Linked DNA regions of Mus musculus: region 1 is linked to region 2. The links are chromatin contacts, called in public Hi-C maps. All regions are on one chromosome and are shown on one strand. Each heading gives the region's core, a stretch centred on a gene start, on an enhancer-like site or on the middle of the called end of the contact. The rest is flanking DNA. Distances are from core to core; before and after follow the strand shown.

Evidence for each region. Hi-C and Micro-C count contacts between places; a contact is called where the count stands out from the background.
Region 1: a Hi-C map of the N1E-115 cell line shows a contact between it and region 2, with 2.5 times the contacts expected there. The contact joins two enhancer-like sites. A contact is called at or near these places in 2 of 15 datasets of contacts at CTCF or cohesin (the NIH/3T3 cell line and stem cell-derived epiblast-like cells), 5 of 484 Hi-C or Micro-C datasets (the HL-1 cell line, the N1E-115 cell line, embryonic fibroblasts and 2 more) and 1 of 9 other capture datasets (embryonic stem cells).

Annotation. Positions count from the first base shown.
Region 1 is chr6:84,393,104-84,396,794 of GRCm38.p6, forward strand. No RefSeq gene overlaps it. Among named protein-coding and RNA genes, the nearest start is that of Gm10445, 29 kb to the right of the region's middle. Within about 2 kb of position 1,753, at least 14 of the 459 cell types and tissues checked have an H3K27ac peak or open chromatin away from gene starts, as enhancers often do. A contact at or near this core is called in the N1E-115 cell line, where this site is marked.
Region 2 is chr6:84,133,028-84,136,294 of GRCm38.p6, forward strand. The region is part of intron 32 of Dysf (dysferlin); the gene reads left to right. Among named protein-coding and RNA genes, the nearest start is that of Dysf, 120 kb to the left of the region's middle. Within about 2 kb of position 1,929, at least 54 of the 459 cell types and tissues checked have an H3K27ac peak or open chromatin away from gene starts, as enhancers often do. A contact at or near this core is called in the N1E-115 cell line, where this site is marked.

The DNA of each region.
Region 1 (3,691 bases), core at 503-3,002, 260 kb after region 2:
AGCGCTCTTGTATAGATGTCCTTGTGGCTAAGAGCTGACTTCTGCCCAGTTTGAGATCGCTGAGCTTGAGTTTGGAGAAAGTTTCTCTTAGTCCCTTCCACAAAAGGCCAGAGGCTTCATCAGCTCCCGAGGAGAGTCCGGAGGGTGAGCTCAACAACACTGGCTCCCGAAGCCCGTCTTGCCCGTCTTGCTACATGTTGCAAGCAGAGAGGAGGTCCAGTCACGTCACCATCAGTTTTTGGCTGTGTGGCTGGGGGCCAGTTACTCGGCCTCTCTGATTTCAGCTCCAGAGTCTGTGGATGCTGGAGCTCTCCTTCCCAGTTTGAAGGATGTGTGTTGTCGTTGTTGTTTAATATTTTTTTACCCAGTCACCATGGCTTACGGCCAGTACAAGATGCCGCTGGCTGTGTCTTAGTGACAGAGAAGTCACAGGTATTCTAGGGAAGGATGCATCTTAGAGTCAGTGAATTAGACTGATAGTCTCCCACAGTGGTGTTTTGTGAGACTGATTTATAACATCCAAGAGCCATGATGGGCAGACAGTGCTGCTCATGCGCTGGCTTTGGGGGACGTACTCATAAGCACTGTGACATCAACAGGATGTGAAGCCACTCCTTAGATACAAGGGCTTCAAAACAGAGTGTGCGGGCCCAGCTCTGCTCACCCACTGCACTGGAAGCCAGGATCCCTGAACTACTGAGTGGAGGGAAGCTGGGGACCAACCAGGAGCACTCAAGTCAGACAGGCAAAGACCAACTGAATGAAGCCAGTAAACCAAGTGTTGAGAGCTGATGGCACCTTCACTACACACCCAGTGCAGGCTGCAGGCTCCGAGGGAGCGCTGTGCCTGTGGAGGGAGCTTGGAGATAAACAGGAGCTTGACTTCTAAGCCCTGCCTCACTTCTCCAGCCCCAGCACCTCAGAAAACAGTTGACAGCACGCAGCCAGCCGCTGCCGGCCTTCCCATGTACTGCTAACTCCATACTGAAGCTTTCATCAAGGCATGGGATATGTCTCTATCACAAGCTAGTGCCAAGTCCTAGTCTGTTGGGGATCTGCTGGGTGTGGTCCCTGCACAGCCCCCCACGCTGTGGTCAGACCTGCTCCTGCAGCCCATACATCATCCTGACATGAAGAAGAGATCCTATTAATCATAGCACCTCATTTCATCGGCTACAGTACACCAGGGGGACAGCCCCCACTGAGCTGAGGTGGTGGCTGGGGTCAAAGACAGCAGCCTACACCCCAGGGAGACTCCATCTGTGAGGGACAGGGTCCCTTTCTATCCCTGCATGGATTCCTCAGAAAGATGTCAGGCCAGTCCTGGGTGTGGGGGGCTTACAGATCTCAGCACCATTACCTAAAGTGAGCTGGGAGTTTTGTTTTATTTTATTTTCGTTAAAAAAAAAAAGTCCCAACACACAAGGTTGGTCTGCATTTTTATTCAGTGTGTTAGGAGCAAGATGCACATGCGGCTGCTCCCCAGTTCACCTCTCAGATCATAAAACGGCCAGTGACTGAACACAGGAGTCATGAAGTAGCTTTCAGGCCCCTCCCCCAACTCCTCAGGGCCAGTTCCACGGAGTCCAAGTGACAAAGTACAGGTGTCCTGCCGCCAGGCCCCAATGGCCTCACAGCTTCCTTGGCCTGAGGCAGGTTTCTCATAACTGCAGGCCCACAATTGGATGTGACAAGTTGACCTAGGTTGACCCTCCCAGACTCCCCAGTACATGGCAACTGCACAGCCACCCCCTTCCCAAGTGCTGGCCCTTGCCTGGTCCAGTGGTGACTGGGCTCTGGGAGGCCAGCTGGAAGAAAGACTGTCCACAAGGGAATGGTCTGGCTTGGAGATGAGACAAGCTCTCTGCACAAAGGCTTGTCTCTCCATCCCTCCCAAGACTGTTTCCTATAAACCCTTGCCTGTATTTTAGGCCTATAACCTCTTTACTCAACAAAGCATAATGACCGAGAAAAAAAACAAACTTGATCCCAAAATACAGAAGAAGAAAAACGAAAATAATAGAAAATTCAGAAATACATCCTAACTTCCTCAGTGGGGTCCACTGCAAACTCATGGGATTTTCCCTCCATTTGAAAACAATTTGTACCTTAGATTTCCTCGCCTTGCATAGATTCCTGAGTGTGAGGGTGGCTGAGAAGTCAGGGGCGATCGTAAACCAAGCCTGTAAACTGCAGCCAAATCATTTCAAAAGCAAAATTATAAAAATTCTTTCCAAGAATTTTATAGCAAAATAATTCTGTTTAATGTGGGATTTGGGTGCATTTTAATTCTTTTATATACTCTGGGGTGGAACCTACAAAAGTTAGACTGTCTGGTACCCAGGAAGGCCTCATATCCCCATCCCTCTTCCCTCCCTCTCTTCCCCCAGCTCCCCTTTTCTTCTTTCCCTTCAAAGCCTCATCCTCTGCAATTTCAAAGAACCATCTACCAGATCTCCTGCTAGCAATATTTCCTTATTCTAATAATTTCTGGGTGTTTGGTGGGGGTATATATGTATGCACGTACGTGTGGAACTTAGAGGACAACCTTAGCTGTCATTCCTCGGGTATTTGTCACGTTGTTTTTTTTTTTAATAAAGATTTATTTATTATTATATGCAAGTACACTGTAGCTGTCTTTAGACACACCAGAAGATAGCATCGTATCTCATTCAGATGGTTGTGAGCCACCATGTGGTTGCTGGGATTTGAACTCAGTACTTTTGGAAGAGTAGTCAGTGCTCTTACACTCTGAGCCATCTCACCAGCCCTCTTCACATTGTTTTGAGACATGGGCTCTCTACACTGGCCTGGAACTTGCCAAGTAAACTACAATTGGCTGCCCAGTGAGCCCCAGGAACCCACCTGCCTTTGCCTCCTCAGGCACTGCCATTGCAAGCACATGCTGCCATGCTCTGCTCTTTTAAAACAAAAGGCCACAGGTTTTAGGAATTGAACTCCGTTCCCAAGGCAAGCACTCTACTAAGTCAGCTCTTCATTTTCAACAACACTCCTCAGACCTTCCCTGGGGGGTATGCACAGCACAGGAAGGATCCCCACTTCCTCCTCCCTGGGCCAGCAGATGCTGTACCGAATAGAGAGCAAGATAGATAAGTATGTAGACAGACAGACAGACAGACAGACAGACAGACAGACAGATGATGCTAGGTAGAGTGAGGATAGTCAGATGGATAAAAAGATGACTGATGAATAGTTAATAGTTAGGTAGACATATGAGTAGATGGATAGATAAATAGATGGACGGACAGACCAACGGATACCAAGCAAGAGCTTTCTCCGGCCTAGATACCAAAGCAGAGGTTTCGACAATGACCATGGCTCTGATTCAGCAGTGCTCTGGACTTTCCCAGAGCTAGTACAACAGGCCATAATCTCTCTTATCTCTAAGCCCTGCATTGTGAGAGAGCTTCACTCACTCACCAGCCACAGACACCTGGGCCACTTTAGTACCTTCAAGGAGGACTGACCTAGCTGCTAAGCAGAGCTAAGTCCAGCAGATACACAGGTGTGCATCTGGGGCAGGGGTTAAGGTCAGCTGAGCATCTAAAAGTAGCTTCCTGGTGAGGTAGAACTTGGCAAAGCCTGTGAGCCCTGCAGAATCTGAGAGGAGAAAGAGAAGACCAGAAGCACCCAGATGAAGGGGACAAGGACTCGGGGGCTCCCAGGGTCA
Region 2 (3,267 bases), core at 679-3,178:
CTGGTGGGGTGGGGTGGGGCGTGGAGGCAAGGCATCTACCCGACAGGCATGGGAAGGGGTTTTCCAGACTGCATTGGAGGCTCGTGAAACGCTTCACTTAGAAAGGGTTCCTGGGAAAGAGACTGGGAAAAGGATTCGGGCTTTACAATGCACAGCGGAGCTGCTGAGCTGCCACCGGGAGGGTGTAGGGAGGAGCTGTCTAACCTGTTTCAGCATTCCTCAAGGCCTTCCCAAGAACTGGGGAGCACAAGGGACTCGTGCCAGATTTCTCAGCACCAGACCAGGCCCCTTTGCTATCTGCCCACCATCCCCCCCTACTGCAGCTCCCTGGCTCTGGTGCTAGCTTTACTCTGTCACCCAGGTCAGCTTGCTGCTTTCCCTGTGCATGGCTGGCATCTGTAGGAAGCTGATTGGATGTAGCCAGGTGACACTGACCCACCCTCTTCAATGTCCCTTGCTTAAATTGTATTGCTTTGCTTCTTGACTTGGGTAGTGACCGTCCTCACCCAGGAGTCACATTCAAAAGCTTGGTTGGTGTCTCCTTCATCTGCATCCTGGGCACTGAGCTATCCTACCTATCCCTACCATGTCGTAGCCAGTCAGTACATGAGTAGCGAATGAGGGGTGTATTACTAGAGCCACTGTAGTGACGTCTTTGGACCTAGAGTCTGGCTAACTTAGTTGATGCTCGGGGATGTGAGGAGAAGGTTACGTTTTAATGTTTTCAGGGCATCTTGCCCAGTTGCTTTCTGATGGGTCACTGCATAGCTCCAATAAGAAAGAACACTCACTCTACCCACTGCTTGCCAACAACACTGAGTTCGATAATTTTAAACATTTTAAATTTAATTTTAATTTTCTTTTTAAATTTCATTTTACTTTGTGATAGGGATTCCTGTTGCCCAGGCTGGTCTGGAACTCACTATGTAGCTAAAGATGACCCCGAACTCCCAGTTCTTCTGTCTGCAGTACCCTGGTACCAGGGTCACAGGCAGGTATCATCTTCGCACCTGTCCTTCCTGATTTTGTAGTAGCAATATTGCTATGGCAAAATTGAACTGGCATTGTCTTGATTTCTGGCGTACATCCCCCTTCCTTTCCTATGGGCATGGCATAGAGTACCTGACTAGGACTCAGGCCAACTCTAGCCACCTGGGATCTCAGGCTACTGTTCTAGATGCAGCATCCTCTCTGGCAGAGGAGTACTGCCGTCCATCACTCACATCCTCTGCTCTGGTACTCTGGCTGGTTGATGGGATGCAAGTGTCAACTGCTTCAGGAAGGTCTGACCAGCAGGACTCATACAAAAAACTGTCCTGATTGGGGCTTGGTGACAGGTTCCTGTGAGGGAAACCGGTGGTACTCTCAAGTGGCCTATGTCTGGAGTCTTTCAAAGGCAGCACACGGTCCTCAGAGAGATCTGTTCAAACATGTCCCCCATGGGGGGGGGTTGCTGGAGCTTTTGGGTCCTGAAGCCCTCAGACTGGCTGGACTATGAACATGGGGACCTGGCTCTTACCCTCTGACCCTACCTCCTGACAGAGGATGTATCTGTGAGTCCATCTGGTCACCTTGCTGCTGCTTCTGTCTTTTGCAGGGAGTGGGAATGGGGAGATGGGTGGTGGCGCGGGGGGGGGGGGGGGGGGGGAGGGGCAGGTAGTGGAGGCTGGGCCCTGGGCACACAGTAGCCTAGTGTCTGAGGCCCAAGGCCTCCAGGCCTGTTCTTTACAATGCCTTTGTTGTCCTTGTCCCTCCCATGGGTGGGTGGGGTGCATGCGTGTGGGTCTGGGTGAGTTTTGTTTGTGAGCTGCCCCCTGTCTGTCCCCCCCCTCCCACCTACCCCCCCCTCCAGCGCTGAGCTCATTGCCTGAGCTGCTGGGGCTGCCTGAGAGCCAGCCTGCTCGGAGGCCGGCGTGGGGGGTGCTGCCAACAGCAATACAACGTGCATGGCCGCTACAATGTGCAATTGTGACCTTTGTGTAAACGCAGTCGGTCTGGGGCCCGCACGCTTATAAAAATAAAGCGTTGGGAAGCATAGGGGGGGTGGGGGGTGGGAACAAAAGAGGCCTTTTCGCCGGCTCTCTAATATGGTTTTATTTATCGGAACGCGCCCTCCTTCCCTTACTGGAACTGGGAGAGGTTCTCTGCCGAGCTTAGAGCTGATGGTATCACAGCCAGACGGTTTCATTAAACGCACAGACGCCGCCAGGCCTTGCCAGGGGCAGAAGGAAGAGGGCTTGGGGCCAGCCTGCCAGGACCTGTGTGTGGGTGTGGGAGTCCTGTGCCAGGGAGGCACTCCCCCGGGGAAGTCTCTCTCTCTCTGCTAAGGACATCCCATTGCCCTCTTCCAACCACAGAGTCAGGTTCAAAGCCAGCATCCCAGGGAATGCCCTCCACGATTCCTCTACTGCCCCTCAGCTCCTGAGCTAGCAGGCTGGGCTCAGGTTCAGTGCCCGTTGGCACCCAGTGCGGTTCAGTGCCCGTTGGCACCCAGTGCGGTTCAGTGCCCGTTGGCACCCAGTGCGGTTCAGTGCCCGTTGGCACCCAGTGCGGTTCAGTGCCCGTTGGCACCCAGTGCGGTTCAGTGCCCGTTGGCACCCAGTGCGGTTCAGTGCCCGTTGGCACCCAGTGCGGTTCAGTGCCCGTTGGCACCCAGTGCGGTTCAGTGCCCGTTGGCACCCAGTGCGGTTCAGTGCCCGTTGGCACCCAGTGCGGTTCAGTGCCCGTTGGCACCCAGTGTGGTTCTGCCACAGGTGCTTTAGTGTTTCCCACTGTGATCTGGATACCCTCCCCCTACAGCCAGCTCCTGGGAGGCAGTCTCAGTGTCGGACCTTGCTGTCTACCCTAACTGGAAGCCCAAATCTCGCTTCACCTTCCCGCATCTTCTATAGTCACTCGGTGCCAGCCCCCCTCTCTGTCACCACCTGTGCAGAGGTTTTGGTTTGTCTCTTAGTTTCCTTATGGCCAGAGAGCCTGGCCCAGATCCCAGCCTCCCCATCCTGGCATGGGATTGCTTGGACAGTTCTGAGCCTTTTGAGACCACTGGAGCTCTCTTTGGTCACTTGGGAAGTTAATGACCGTGTTGGGGCTGTCTGGCCTGGGGGCTTGACATTTTGGATAGGGCTGGGGCTGAGTTAGGGCCTGTGCTTGGTCTTCTCAGACATCCATCTCACACTCCCTGTTCATATGCCCTAAGCAACGAACAGGACCCTACCCCTAAACTCATACCCTCAAACCCTCGGTCCTTTTCCCAATGCTCGCATACCT